Regions from separate parts of the Sus scrofa genome. Here all the other regions are linked to region 3. The links are chromatin contacts, called in public HiChIP or PLAC-seq maps. All regions are on one chromosome and are shown on one strand. Each heading gives the region's core, a stretch centred on a gene start, on an enhancer-like site or on the middle of the called end of the contact. The rest is flanking DNA. Distances are from core to core; before and after follow the strand shown.

Region 1 (3,460 bases), core at 16-2,515, 71 kb after region 3:
CCCCCCTCGCACGATTATTAAGATGCCATGAAACGATTTGTCTGGAAAGCAGCGCATGCCTCTTCATTTTTTTGCTGTCTGGGCTCTTATATGATTTCTTTTGTCTCTGTCTTTCCCATTTTCTGTTTCTGGTTTTTCCATTTATCTTTCTCTCTCCGCTCTCCCCACCCTCTCAACCTCAAAGAGAACTCGAGTCCAGAGCCAAAATGGAAGAACTGAAAAAGAGTGGCCCTCCTGTAAGGGCCAGGGGCCCCACCACTGTCCAAACAGCCTGTCAGCTTCTCCCCGCCCGGCCCCGCGGCTGCCCCCCAAAACAGAGCATGTCCCGCCCCTGCAGCCCCCACAGCAGCGAAGCCCAGGGAAGATGGGGGAGCCTTTGTGCGGAATGGCCCGGCTGCTATGGAAACCAGCGCTTAGGAACCGCTCAGAGCTGATCCATTCGGGGAGCAGCCTGGCCTTGGGGGAGGGGGAGAGGCCAAACTGCGGCCCGGACTTTGCCCTCCCATTACTGGCCCTGTGACGCTGGGCAAGTCACTTAACCTCTCTGAGCCCTCGCTCCCTCCCCAGCCTGGGAGCAGCAGGCCCCATTAGCGGCGGGTAATGACGGGCCTGCAATGACTGAACGCCGCTGCGGCTTTCAAGCCTGAAGACACGCCAAATTGCCGTTTGCTTTCATTACTGCGAGCTCGAAATATTCTAGTGCCAGCTTGCTGTGCGACCTCGTGCCACCCGAGGGCTACCAAACGATTTCCATGATAGAATTCCGTCTCGCAGAGGCGTGGTGTCCTCTCTGAGTCACCCTGGCACACACATGGGCACACCCACCAGCCACCAAGCTAAGCGCCCACCCCCCCAAGTGGCCCCAGTTGAGAAACCCTTGCCTCTCCTCAGAGTTCCCCTTCAAGTAAGGGAAGGAGAAGTGAGGGGGGTTCTGTGCAATGACTCTGTCCTCACTGCCCCACGCATGGCACAGCCGGGGGCCCTTGTCTGAGGGCGAGTTCCCCTTCTCCCTGCCTCCCCAGCACCTGGGCTCCCTAGGCCTCGAGCCCTGAGTCTGGGCTCATCGGCCTGATCTTTGAGGCCCCCAGCACTGACCTGAAAGCCTCCCCAGTCCCCTTGCCCCGTGCCACCACCCCTCCACGTGGCCCCCACGAGGGGGAGAAGAGCCTGCCACCCACACCCACCCCCCCAGGCCCCATGCTGAGGAGCCTTGAGGCCAGGGCTTTTCCTGTCTGTGCCTGAGCTTCCTCATACACAGTGCACACTACCCAGGGGCAGGGCCAGCACTGGTCCCACGGACATCTGGCTGTGCCCTGAGCAGGCCGCCTTGCTTTGGCCCATGCAGTTCTCTCTCCCTGAACTTCGTTCCCACGCACCCCTCCAGACCTCTCCAGGATCCTCTGCAAGCCACGCTTCCTCACTCACCTACCTAGTTTTCCAGAAAACACTATGACTTGCCCAAGATCACACAAGAAGCGTGTGGCTGAAGAGCCTCTGTTAGATCCCAGACCTCAGGGGGCCACTGCGTCCAGCTGCTCCAAAGAGCATCCGTGCATTCACTTAGCCAGCCAGGCGTCTGTTTGTTTGTTTTCCCAGCAAACATTTATTACGCCCCAGGCAGGCTGCTCAGTGCTGGGGACCCAGCCATGAACAAGGCCAGCAGAGACAGCGTGCAGCCCAGAGAAGCAGACAGATGCTAAACAAGTAATTACAAGTGTGATGGATGCCGCAACAGAAAAGCAGGGAGAGCCCTGGGAGGGGCCGGGAGGGGGCTGCCCATGTCTCCCCTTTTCACAAGGTTTTACCCCTGGAGTGTGGTCCCCCAGCTCCCTGCATCTGCACCTCTCAGAAGCCTGTTTCAGGCCAGCACCCCTGGGGAGAGATGCTTCCTTCTGAACGCATGCCCAGGGAGGGTCCCTCTGAGATGTAAGGACCACAGCTTCGGGGGCCTACAGAGAGTGGGGGGGTCCAGGTTTCCTCATCGCCTACCACAGCCTGAGCTCATCTGCCTCTTACCTTCTTAGCTTCCGTTTACAGATAAGAAAGCCAAGGCCCAGAAGAGCTGAGTGACGAGTGAGGGCAGCCGGAGGATAACGACCAGGCCTGCAGACCCTCGCTCTCCAGGAAGGCCCTCAGAGATGGTCCTGCCCCCGGGGTCCAGCATGCAGCCCCACTGATTTTGGAAGAGAAAATGACCCACCCCCAATGAGCCCCAGTGAGCCCCAGGTTACTGATTCTAAGGCACCACCTGTGCTTCACAATCAAGCATCTTCGTAACACAGAGAATAAGAGGCTCTGGCATCAGAAGGAATGGGTGTCAGACCACGTGCCTCTGGTCACCAGTGGTGTGGCTTCAGGCAAGTTGCCTAACCTGCCTGAGCTCAGTTTCCCCGTCTGTAGGATGGAGGTGATGACGGTGGATGTGAGGAGGTTCACCTCTTCGGACTCCTCGTCTTCCCCCTCCCTCTCCATCGCTGCACCCTTTAGGCGCTTCTCGAATGTGCAGGTCCTCTCCCTGCTCAGCAGCGCTGCCCATGCAGTTCCCTCCGCCTGAACACTCTTCCTCCAGATATTCACACCTCTCTCTCTCCACGGCACCCTTTGGGTGTCTGTGCAAACGTCATCGTTTCAGAGAGCCACGCATCAGTCCAGCAAAAACAGCCCCTGTATCATCACCTGAGTCCCTTCATGCCACTTTATTTTTCTCCCTTGTGCTCTCTCCAGCTTTCACATCTCCCAGCATGAGAACATAGGCTGCACAGAGACAGAGACTTTATTTTGTTCCCTTGCTGTCTCCCCAGCCAAGGCACTTGACGAGGGCCACCCAAGCACACGGTCTCGAGCTTCTCCGTGGCCTGTGCGGTCCCCAGCAGCCCTGCAAAGAGCAAGGCCCAGGCAGAGCATGTCTGCTGCTTTGCAAACCTGCTCAGGCCTCCTCCTTGAGCAGAGCTAAGACTCTGGAGACAGGAGCAAAGCCCTGCGCCCGCCCTCCCCCCCGAGCACCCTGGAACCGGCAGGCAGTGGAAAACCAGGCCCCGGCTTGGCAGGGGCTTGGAAGAGGCTCGGTGCCGAGGGGCAAGGCCCTGCCAGCTTCACTCCCCCAAACAGCGACCGATTGTCCCAGCACCTCCCCAGTCCCCCGAAGACCTCCCAGTGGTCACATTCTCACAAGGACACCCACTCTCAAAGCGGCCCAGCAGCCTGGCTGCTTCCGGCCACGGCAGGGCATGGGGGGTCCAGCCCTCGCAGGAGATCCTGGGACTTCCGGGCCCACCGGGAACTCACAGCCTGGTGCTTGGCGGAGAGCAGGCGAGGACAGATCCCCGGGGGCCGCCTGTCCTCTTGGCATTTGTATGCAGGTGCAGGCCCCGGACATGAGCTGGAATCCATCACCAGAAAATAAAACACTCAGGGAGAGCAGGGCTCAGAAGACAAACGGCTGCAGGACGAAGGTGACGCC
Region 2 (3,299 bases), core at 531-3,030, 90 kb after region 3:
CATTTCAGATAAGGAAAGTGAGGCACAAAAATGACAAAGTATTTCTCCAGTCTACCTAGCTCACAAGAGGTGGCTGAGAGGACTTGAAGCTAGGGAATCGGGTCCGTAGCAGCATCCTGTCTGCCTTAGACCATACCAGGACCAAGCATTTGACGGAGAGGCTGGGGATGGGGGCGGGGGCGAGGGCCACTTTGCAAAGATCTTTAGCCTGGGAATCAGAAATTCAAATCTTCTTTCTACCCCAGACCTTGCTGTGTGGCCTGGAGCAAGTTCACTCCTTCTCTGGGCTCAATGTATAGGACTGGTCCTTCTACCTTGCTTCATTCGTACGGCTCTAATGGCTTTTTAAAGCCATTGCTTAATTGGAAATAAGCAATAAGAGGGTCTTGGACTCCCTTCCCTCCCACAATCTGGAGGCTTCTTTGGTCAGGGGCCCAGAGTATTGCCACCCCCTAGCCCTGACCTGGCTGCTACTGGTAACACAGCTTTTCCTCAGGGAAGGAGAGAGACAGAGAGATTGAAAGAGGGAGAAAGGTTGCTTTTTTCTCACCAGCAGGCTCTGTCCCGCCTCCAGACCCCTTGGCCCTGCTCTCCTCACTTGCCTGCATCTTCCTGGCTGCCTGACATCTTCCTGAAGCCCAGGCCTTCAAGTTCCGCCTGGCCCCACACCCTGCCTGGGCCTCCCCCACCCCTGAAGCAGCCATCCTTGACAGAGAGGCACCTGTTCGGAGAGCCCACCTCCCCAGGGAGGCCGGACCCTGCCCCTCTGGTTTCCCGGCCACAGCCCCCCTTCTGGCTCCCTCTCCTCTCCGCGCCTCTTTTCCAGGCGGTACTGAAGTCCTTCCTACACACACGCTATTTTTGTACCATCACTCTCTCCTTCCTCTCCCCTTCCCCCTACCTCCACTTACTTCCTGCTTTTCCTTCACCTCGGCCCAGCTTTGAAAGAATCGGGGCCCCTCTGGCCCTCACCCTCCCCGAGAGGGGCCTTCGGCTGAGGGCACCCGGGCAGGGCCACTGGGGAGGGGCGAACGCCAGACTCCCCCCTTCCTCCACTCCCCGCTCCCCTCGCCGCCTGCAGCCTCCCGCGGTGGGAAGCAGAGACTGGCCCGGAGTCCGGAGGCGGCGGGAGGTCGACCGCAACTTCCCCAGTCCACCTTAAGAGGACTATTTAGTCGGCTCGCGGCGCTGACCTTAGAAAAACAAGTTTGCGCAAAGTGGAGCCAGGGGCCCGGTCTCTGGGCAGCCCCGGCGGCGCTTCCACTGTCCTCCAGCCCTCGCCGGCCGCGCAGGTCCGAGCCCGGCTGGCAGAGGGAGGGAGCGAGGGGTGGGGGAGGCGGTTCGGGGCCGGGGGCCGCCGCGCGCGGGCTTCTGAACTGGCACATTGTTGGAGCCGAGGCTCCTCCAGTCCCGAGCCGAGCGGGGCGCCGGCGGCGGGGGCCGCGGCCGGGGCCGGGCCGGGGGTGCCGGGGGTGCCGGGGCCGCGCGCGCCGCCCTCGCTCCCTCCCTCCCCGGGGCGCGCAGCGGGCGGGCGGGCGCTCGGCGGAGGTGCCGGCGGGGCCCGAGCCCCGCAGCCTCCCGCGCGGCCGGAGGGAGGAGGGGAAGGGAAGGAAGGCGGGGGCCGCGGCCGGGACTGCGGGCCGGAGGAGACGAGCCGCGGCGCCGCGAGGAGCCCGGGCGGGGCAGGTGGGCAGCGGCGGGGGCGGCTGGGCCCGCTGCCCCTCGCCCTGCCCTCGCGGTCCTCCCTCTCCCGCGCTGTCTCGATCTGCGCGCCGCCTCGCTCACTCCGCGCCCGCTCGCTCGCTCGCTCTTTCTCTCCCTCTCTCGCCTCTCTGTGTCTCTGGCTCTCTGCCTGGCTCCCTTGGGTCTGTTTCCCTCTCCTGCCGCCTCTCGCGGGCCGTCCCTGGCTTCGTTTCTCGCGCGCTTGGGGTCTCTCCCCCTTCTCTGTCTCTCGATCTCGGGGGTGGGGGGTGGCGGCGGGGGGGTTTCTCCGAAAATCGCGGCGCTGAAGGCGGCTCCTAAGCCGCTCCAGGCGCCCGTTCCGGGGAGGGAGGGGGAAAGCCCGGCCGGGAGGGGAGGTGGGGGGAGAGGGGGGAGCCTTAGTCATTTCCCCGCTCCAGCCCGCGCCCGCCCGAGCGCGCACTCACGGCCGCTCTCCCTCCTCGCTCCGCAGCCGCGGCCCATGGAGCCCGCCCGCCCGGCCCCCGGCCGCCTCGGGCCGCTGCTCTGCCTGCTGCTCGCCTTGTTGAGCGCCTGGACAGGTAAGCACCCCGCTCCCGCCGCCGCCGTCCCCACATTTCAGGCTCAGGCCTCTCAGATGGCCCCTGGGAGCCACCCGGCTACTGTTGAACAGTAATCGGGGAGAGGTGCCGGTAACCAGGGTTACAGATGCGGAAACTGAGGTCCAGAGAGGGTCAGCGACTTGCCCAAGGTCACACAGCCAAGGATGGAACCCAGTCTCTCTGGACTCTGACTGTGCCGCACTATGCTGGGCACCCAGACATACCCAGACGAGTTGGTTCAGGTCCCTGCCCAATCTGAGGGGGGAGGCAGGCTGTCAGTGGCTTTCAGAGCAAGGCGCCTCTGGCTTCTCTGGAAGCTCCCTCCCTGGACTTATGTTTTCCCCATGTTTGACTTCGGGGTCTGAGAGAAGGGGGTGGGCGCAGAGGTCTTTCCAGTACTGCCTGGGATGGAACAGAAGCAGGCTGTGGCAACCAGGGAAGAGTGAGCTCTCCTTCTTGTGCGCAGAGTAAAACAGGCTTAGATGGGGGGAGAGCCAGGAGGGGAGGCCGAGGTAACCCTGGGGTGAGCTGCCTCGATGCAACAGATCCTGATGTGAAAACAGGCGGATTGTCCCCTCCGAGGTTGCCAAAGCCCCTCACTGGCTGGTCGTGTTCCCTGCTGCTCTCCTGCCTCTCTCCCCCTTCCTCCTGCCTTCCTCAGGCTTCCAGGCAGCTCCCTGCAGTTCAGGTGCTCTGTGGGGCTGTTACCTGTGGCTCTGAGCATGTCTTTTTGTTGGCCTACATCAAACACCTGGCTGTCTCCAGCAGGCGGGCTCTGAAGGCTACCGTGTGTTCGCCAAGGGGTGAGGTCACCGTTCAGGAGCCCTGCTTCTTAAAGGGGTTTTGCAGAATGTTGAGTCCCTTGGGAGGGTGTGGGGGGCAGAAAAACTGTGTTAAAGGAGTTGGGGTGGGAAAGATGGGGATTTGGGGGTTTGGTTCCTTGAAGCTGTGTCGTCGGTGGAGGGGTCTCTGCCCCTCCCTCCCCTGAGGAGGGAGGTAAAGATGAGCTCAGTATCC
Region 3 (3,551 bases), core at 32-2,531:
GTTAAGGATCTGGCGTTGCCGTGAGCCGTGGTGTAGGTCGCAGACGTGGCTCGGATCTGGTGTTGCCGGTGGCTACAGCTCTGATTAGACCCCTAGCCTGTGAACCTCCATATGCCACAGGTGTGGCTCTAGAAAAAGGCAAAAAGACCAAAAAAAAAAAAGAAAAAAAGAAATATATTTCTTAATGGCCACAATAATCCATGGCCCTTGCGTCATACCCTTTGCAACATGAATTTACAGCTCCTCCCTCAGAGAGGTGGTTTCCTTTTCCCCACCTCTTGAATCTAGCCTGTGACTTGCTTGGACTAACAGAACATGATGGAATGGGATACCAGTCATGGAGTTTCCAGACTGCATGTTGCTTGATAAGAGACATGGCCCAAGCACCCTTCTTACCCCAGCTGACAACCAGCCAACTGCTACACATGTGACTGAGCCCATTCTTCCTAGACCAGCCAGACCTCAGCAAGAGCCACCCTCCAATCCATTCACACAAGGAGCCAACACAAAATGAGCCCAGCCTGACCCAGATCAGCAGGGTTAGCAGTGATCCATCTGAACAGTAACAAAAGCCTTTTGTTGAAAAACTTGTGTTTGTTATACAGCAACAGCTAAGTGATTTACTCATATGCACAACAGTGTATGTACAAGGTTTTTGTTGTAACATCATGATTACAAAAGATTAGGAGCAATTTAAAGTCTTGTCAATAGAAGACTGATCAAATAATTATGAGATCCGGACAATGGAATATTATGCAGCTGTTCAAAAGAATGAGGCAGCTGTCCATGAATCAATATGGAACAAATCCCATGATACATTTTTAAGTGAAGCAGCAAGATGCAAAAGAGTATACAGAGGAAGCTACTAAACCTGTAAAATATTTGTGTTTGCATAGGCTTTCTGCAGGAGGAGATGTGAGAAACATGACAATGCCTGCCTCTAGGAAGGGGAACTGGGTGGCGGGGACCAAGAGTGGAAGGGAGACTTCCTCTTCACTCTACAGCCTTTTATCTTTTGAATCATGTAAATGTGTCATCTATTCAAAAATAAATAAAAGCAGAATGAAAAAAACTCCTGTGCCTTTCAAATTTGGTCTTTTATTCTCTATTCCCAAGATTCCTGAGAGATCCACCAGGACCACAAATAGCAGTGAGAGGACCAGGCTGTATTTTCTCCCTCCCTCTTTCAGACAGCCTCCACCACATGCGAAGAGAAGCTTGTTTTTCTGGTTCCCTTGTCTGTCAGCTTCACGGACCTGCATAACCCCGCCGGCCACTAGAGGGCAACCTGAGGCTTCCTTCCTGGTAGGGAGCTGCGGAGGGGTTAGGGGCTGCTCTGAATAGCCGGCTGGCGCCTACCCAGCCAAGGCTTTCTGTATTACATTTAAAAAATAATAACAACAACAATAATAAATGGTTTCGGCTTGGGAGAGAGACATGCAGAACAGGCTCAGGATCGGCCAGCCATTACCCTTCCGGTTCCCATGGTAATGCGTGCGTCTTAAGGGCTGGGGGTGGGGGCAGAGAGCCCATAGAAAGAGAGATGACCCTAAAGCTCCTTGCTGCGCACCGCCATCCGACTTTATAAAACCCCTTGGGGAACTCACCCTTTAGGCTGCTGAAGACTAAACCCTCAGGAGATCTGGAGGGTTTGCCTTGCGACCTTGAAAAAGCCCCTTCCTACCTTGAACCTGTTCCACATTTGTACACTGTAAAAAGTGACTATACTAGTGAATCAAGCAATTTGTGGCAATGACTGAACGGATCACCCTATTGACTATTCCATCCCCATTTTACAGATGAGGAAGCTGTGGCCTCAAGAGGGTAACTTGCTCTGGCTGCACAGCCGGCGGTCCGGTAGGGTTTGGAGGCAGGTTTCCCTGCCTCCCGAACCCCTGCTCTGACCGCTTAACTTATCCTGTCCCCAAGGGAGGTTGGGAGGGATTTCAAAAGAGGTAGCTGAGAAACAGCATCGGAAAGGGACACGGGAGCCCATATGCACCAAGCCCCTCCTGCGCGCTGCGGTCCGCTGCAGGCGGCTGCGTAGGCCCGGTACCTACAAGCTCTCGCCCCGTCTGACGGGCGAGGAGAGGCCGCGCATGGCCGCGGAGGAGCTGGCCGGGGCAGAGACCTAGAGGCGGAGACCTGGGGACTAGAACCCGCCGGTCCCTGCGCCTCCGCAGAAGTGCAGCTCAGAGGCAGGAGCTTGTCCGGCAGCCCGGGGGAGGGGGCGGACTGCGGGGGCGCTGGAGCGCACAGGGCACCTCCAAACCGGCCATCTCAGCAAACGAAGTTACTGTTTTCAAGAAGATGCCTTTGTTCCAACCGGGGTGAGAAGACTGAATACTGAACCGCAGCTGACGCAGGATGCAGGCGGCTTTTCCGCGATCGCTTCTGTCTGGCCTTGAAAGACAAACGCGCTGGGAGGCAGAACGCCTGCGACACGGAAACTCGCAGCTGGCAGCATCTCTGTGCCCGCCTGCAAAAGAGGGGCGCAGAGAGTGCCCGACAGCGCAGCGGGTTGGTTCCTTCAGCCTCGCTCGCTCGCAGCCCTCCACCCCTGCCTCGGCCTCCCCATCTGCACCGGGAGACGGGAGACGTTGCAGAAGGGCTGGGCCCTTTGCCGGCTCCTTGCTGGAATCTGTTTATCCAGACACAAGTGGGACGTTTGCCTTTCAGAGAGAGAAGGGAGGCAATAAAAAACTAAAGGAACAAACAGACAGGATAATTTCAAATAACAAGTGTTAATTTAATGGCAAACACAAATACACTGCTAGTGCCAGGCTTCTGTTCCAAATACTCTAAATAAATGTGCTTGCTTGCAGGATCTCACAGCAGATCCACGAGGCAGATTAATTATCTCCCCCTTTCCTGGATGGGAAAATGGAGGTTGAATCAACTCTTCAAGAAAAATGAGAAATTGAATAATATATTCATGGCAAAACAGGCTCAACAATTTACTCGAGTGTCCAGTATTGCTGGAGACCAGCTCTGGATTCAGGCTCTGAGGGTGACTCCACCTACCACTTCTCGCTGTGCCAGGAAGGACGCAAAATAGTGACATTATAAAGAGAGCACTGGGCTGGTGGAGAGCTGTTCCCAAAAATGTGTCAGCAAACATCTCTATGTCACGAGGCGACTAAGCTGAGGCCTGAAAGAGAGGACCCAGGCTTGCAAAGAGCTGGGCGCTCCAGACAGAGGCGAAGTCAGGGCAAAGATCTGGAGGTGGGAGGAGCAGACTCTTTACATTTTGTAAACACAAGGAAGGTCAAGGGGGCTGCAGCTCAGTGAGCAAGAGCGGGAGTCGGGGGCTGAGGAGACTGCAGGTGGCCAGAGGCCGGGTGGAGGGGGCTTGTAGGTCTTGGCAAGGAGCTAGGATTTTCTTTTCCCTTTTTTTCTTTTTAGGGCTGCACCTGTGGCATATGGTAGTTCCCGGGCTAGCGGTCGAATCGGATGGAGCTGCAGCTGCTGGCCCTACACCACAGCTGTGGTAACACGAAATCCAAGCCGCATCTGCAAACTACACCGCAGCTTGTGGCAACGCCAGATCC
Region 4 (3,806 bases), core at 1,166-3,665, 120 kb after region 3:
CCTCAGGCTCCCGTCCAGGAGGGCTGGCCGCAGGCCTCGCATCTTTGGAATCTGGAAGAGATTTTGCCAGATGACCTATCGGGTGGTTTTCTTAACATTTCTGAAGCCCCCACGCAGGAAGGACTCCTCCTTGGGTGGGGAAACAGGGCCCTCCACCCACCAAGGGGGCACAAGCCAGCCCCTCTGTGAGCATTCACCACGTGTGTTAGTGGAACCCTAGTCCCCTTTGGACCCTCATCCCTGGGTACCACGTCGGGCTCCAGCACATGGGAGCTGGTCCAGAGGAGGGATGGGGGGAGGGGTGGAGAGGCGCCGATGCTGGTGAAGGCCGCCCAGCCCCGAGGGGTGAGTCTGCTGGTGTGTGAGCCCAGCTCTCAAATGTAGGCTCCAGTGACAGTAACAACTGGCCCTCAGGCAGCTCTTCTGATATGCCAGGCAACTGTTCACACCACAGACCTAACCCCACTTTACAGATGAGGAAACTGAGGCATGGGAAAGTTACAAAGCTTGCTCAGGGCCTCACACCTGGTGTGTTCTAAGGCCAGGATTCAAACCTGGACAGTAGGTCTGCAGAGGCCACATCTGAGGCCTCTGCACATCACTTCCACCCTAATGAGACACCCGGTCTCCCTTGTTGGTACCCTGGAGGTGCCTGCCATCTGCTACCTCAATACGTGCAAGGAAATATCCCAAGTTCAATTCTACCACGTATCAACTAACCTTAAGGAGTCGTTTGGGGTCCTTGGTGTAAAATGAGGTTGATCAGTATCCTGTCCTCAGTGTCCTCTGAGAGGACTTGTGTCCTAACACTTGGCAACTCATCAGCCTCCATTCAGATGAGTTAGATGCTGAGCTGCAGCCTTCCTACCTAGCACCACTCACCTAAAAATCCAATACCTACCCAGGCACCAAGCGTCGATGTGGCAGTGAGAATGCTTGCATTGTGGCAGCCTCCAGCCTGTGAAAATGTGGAGGAGAGCCCATTTGCCTGCGCATGTTGCTTTTTAATTACAATTTTACAGCAAAATGAGAGTCAAATGGTGGCTGAACCCCAGTGGCTTCTCTGTGGGATGCCCCATATCACAGGCTTAAAATCTCTGAGCCAGATGGACCCTTTCTTTCCTCCCAAGATCCTTTTTTGGAAAGTGGTGAGATGAAAATGCATGTCCAGCCCAACCCTGTGAGTTAGAGCGTTGAAATCCAAGCTCAGAGAGGGGAGGCGATCCACCCCGGATCACACAGCCAGTGAGTTGGTGGCAGAAGTGGGATTCACGCTTGCTTCCCCCGCCCACACACACACCCCTAGCAGCCCTGCTAGAACCTAGTTTCCAGCAGTGAAGGACCCCGATGGTGACCCAGGTTTGCTACAGGGCCTCAGGGAATGTGCATGGTGGATGGAAGTGAGGCTCAGGGCGAGGGCAGGTGGCCTCTCCCAGGCTGAAGGCTGCTTTGGCATCTGACCCTTGGCAGCTCCCAGAGGTGGGACAGCAGGAAAGCCCCACTCACTCATCTTCCTCCGTGAAAGATAATGGACCACCCACCCCACTGGGGTGGGCATGGGGTTTCCGTGGTTTGGAGGATATGATTTTAACAATTCCCCCCAACATCCCTGGAGACAAACCTCTGCTCACCCTACCCCCACCCTCCACCAAAAAAAAAAAAAAAAAAAAAAAAAATTTACATAAGAAAATGGTATTTCTAGGTGAAACAATCGGCTTCTGTTTCTTTTCTTTTGCAGCCAAAGGCTCCACGTCTTCTACAAGGTAAGTGCATCACTGGGCAGGGGGTACTTTTGCAGTTCTTATTTGGTGGTTTGCCCCTAAAACGGCAAAGCATAATCTGCACCCACTGACCCTCATTCCTGTGCCAGCCCGCTTTCCTGTTTCCTTCCTTTGTAAGCTCCTCACATCAGGTTCATCTTTAATTCCTGTCTCAAATGAGGGGATTTGCAGGGATTTCGGCCTGTGGAGGCACCGATTTCTTGCCTACTGTTCATGGACAGTGAGCCCCTTATCAAACCCCGTTTGGACTGTGACAGAAACCTGCCCCCAGAACCGCGCTGTATACTCTGCTCTTCCCTTTGTTCGTTAAATATTTATTGAGTGCCTTGGCAAGGGCGGCCCTGGCGATGCCAGGGTGGCTGGGTCGGCTAGAACAGCTGTGCTCCCCTGAAGCCCACACCCTGGGCGGAAGCTCAAGTGATGACATTACATCACAGACAGTACATTAGTTTGTCGATGTAGGTTTTTGGTGATTTTCGCCACGTCCCTTCTCTGTGCACCTGCTCTGTTCTGAATGCTCAGGATACTGCAGTGAACAAGAATCAGTCGGGGCCTCCATGAGGCTCAGGCACTGGTGAGAGAGGCAGGCAGTGAGCCTGGAGGCGAAACAATGTGGAAAGTCCTGGTGGATGGTGATGAGTCAAACTCAGCAAAGGGATGAAGATGGGAGGGAGGGCAGGGGAAGGGCCTCCACTGAAGAGGGGATGTGAGCAAGGATCCAAAGCTGGGGGGTAGGGGCGGGGCGGGGGTGGGAGGACAGACCGTAAGGGGTGCCCGCTGGACCAGAGAGCAACCAAGGCGAAGGCTCTAGGTGGGAAGTGTTGAGAGGGTGGGGGAGGCAGGTGCAGTTGGGGCGGAAGGAATGAAGGGAGGGGGTGGGGGAGGGGGGAGGTACAGGCCACAGTCTCTCTGCTGGAGCCCTTGCGACAGATGAGTTACTAATCCAGACGTTTCAGCTTTGGGGAAGGCCCCCAGTACTCACCCCAGTGCCGTCATCTACTGCGTGAGTGTACCTGCGTGGAAACATACGAACGTCTGTGCTAAGGACAATAAATACAAACTACAAACAGCTTCCTGTTAGTTAAGGACAGATTTTGCCACTAAATGGATTTTGCAAGCCTTTTGGTTTTGGGTTTTGTTTTTTTTTTGGAAAGCTCTGCGGATTTCAAAAGCGGAATTGAGAATCTGGAGTGAAGGCCAGTCGTCTTGGGCCTGTGGCTGTTAGGATATGGGGTTTTACTCCCAGTGGGATGAGGAGACACAGGAGGGAGATGATGGACTTTGTTTTATTTTATTCATTATTTATTCTTGGCCATACCTGTGCATGTGGAAGTTCCCAGGCCAGGGATCAAACCCGCATCACAGCAGCCTCCCGAGCCCCTGCAGGGGCAGTGCAGGATCCTTAACCCACTGCACCCACAGGTCAGCTCTGATCTGACTTTGTTTTAAATGTACCACCCTGACCATCATGTGGGGACCAAGCTATAGGAGGTGAGGGTGGAGGCAGAGAGGCCAGAGAGGAGGCTGCTGTGGTGGTCTACGCAGATGGTAGCGGCCTGAACCAGGGTAGTGGGATGGGCTTAGAAATGGTCAGATTCTGGATATATTTTGGAAGTAGAGCCCAAGGGATTTTTTTTTTTTTTTTTTTTTTTTTTTTGTCTTTTTTTTTTTTTTTCTTTCTTTCTTTCTTTTTTTTTTTTTTTTTTTTTTTTTTTTTTTTTGCTTTTTAGGGCCACACCCACGTCATGTGGAAGTTCCCAGGCTAGGGGCCGAATCAGAGCTACAGCTGCCAGCCTACACCACAGCCACAGCAACGTGAGACCCGAGCCACATCCACATCTGTGACCAACACCACAGGTGATGGCAACGCCAGATCCTTAATGCACTAAGCGAGGCCAGGGATCACACCTGCATCTTCATGGATACTAGTCAGATTCATTTCTGCTGAGCCATCATGGGAATTCCCAAAAGGATTTTTGCTGACAGATTGTAGGGTCAAGGACAGCCCCAAGGTTGGGGGTCTGG

What was found. HiChIP or PLAC-seq counts read pairs in DNA pulled down with a chosen protein or histone mark.
Region 1: an H3K27ac HiChIP or PLAC-seq map of alveolar macrophages shows a contact between it and region 3. The contact joins two enhancer-like sites. A contact is called at or near these places in 10 of 47 Hi-C or Micro-C datasets (brain, embryonic fibroblasts, epiblast stem cells and 6 more) and 1 of 2 datasets of contacts at active chromatin or transcription factors (alveolar macrophages).
Region 2: an H3K27ac HiChIP or PLAC-seq map of alveolar macrophages shows a contact between it and region 3, with 7 times the contacts expected there. The contact joins the promoter of SIRPA here to the enhancer-like site in region 3. A contact is called at or near these places in 12 of 47 Hi-C or Micro-C datasets (alveolar macrophages, blood, brain and 7 more) and 2 of 2 datasets of contacts at active chromatin or transcription factors (alveolar macrophages and skeletal muscle).
Region 4: a contact with region 3 is called in an H3K27ac HiChIP or PLAC-seq map of alveolar macrophages. The contact joins two enhancer-like sites. A contact is called at or near these places in 1 of 5 promoter capture datasets (liver), 2 of 47 Hi-C or Micro-C datasets (embryonic fibroblasts and liver) and 1 of 2 datasets of contacts at active chromatin or transcription factors (alveolar macrophages).

What each region holds. Positions count from the first base shown.
Region 1 is chr17:33,627,781-33,631,240 of Sscrofa11.1, reverse strand. No RefSeq gene overlaps it. Among named protein-coding and RNA genes, the nearest start is that of SIRPA, 19 kb to the right of the region's middle. Within about 2 kb of position 1,265, at least 18 of the 83 cell types and tissues checked have an H3K27ac peak or open chromatin away from gene starts, as enhancers often do. A contact at or near this core is called in alveolar macrophages, brain and retroperitoneal adipose tissue, where this site is marked.
Region 2 is chr17:33,608,998-33,612,296 of Sscrofa11.1, reverse strand. SIRPA (signal-regulatory protein alpha) reads left to right here and starts at 1,780. Exons shown (of 8, transcript NM_001011508.2): 1 at 1,780-2,261. The coding sequence starts at 2,183.
Region 3 is chr17:33,698,246-33,701,796 of Sscrofa11.1, reverse strand. No RefSeq gene overlaps it. Among named protein-coding and RNA genes, the nearest start is that of SIRPA, 90 kb to the right of the region's middle. Within about 2 kb of position 1,281, at least 15 of the 83 cell types and tissues checked have an H3K27ac peak or open chromatin away from gene starts, as enhancers often do. A contact at or near this core is called in alveolar macrophages, brain, retroperitoneal adipose tissue and 1 more, where this site is marked.
Region 4 is chr17:33,576,405-33,580,210 of Sscrofa11.1, reverse strand. SIRPA (signal-regulatory protein alpha) reads left to right here. Exons shown (of 8, transcript NM_001011508.2): 6 at 1,739-1,763. Among named protein-coding and RNA genes, the nearest start is that of SIRPA, 32 kb to the left of the region's middle. Within about 2 kb of position 2,415, at least 1 of the 83 cell types and tissues checked has an H3K27ac peak or open chromatin away from gene starts, as enhancers often do. A contact at or near this core is called in alveolar macrophages, where this site is marked.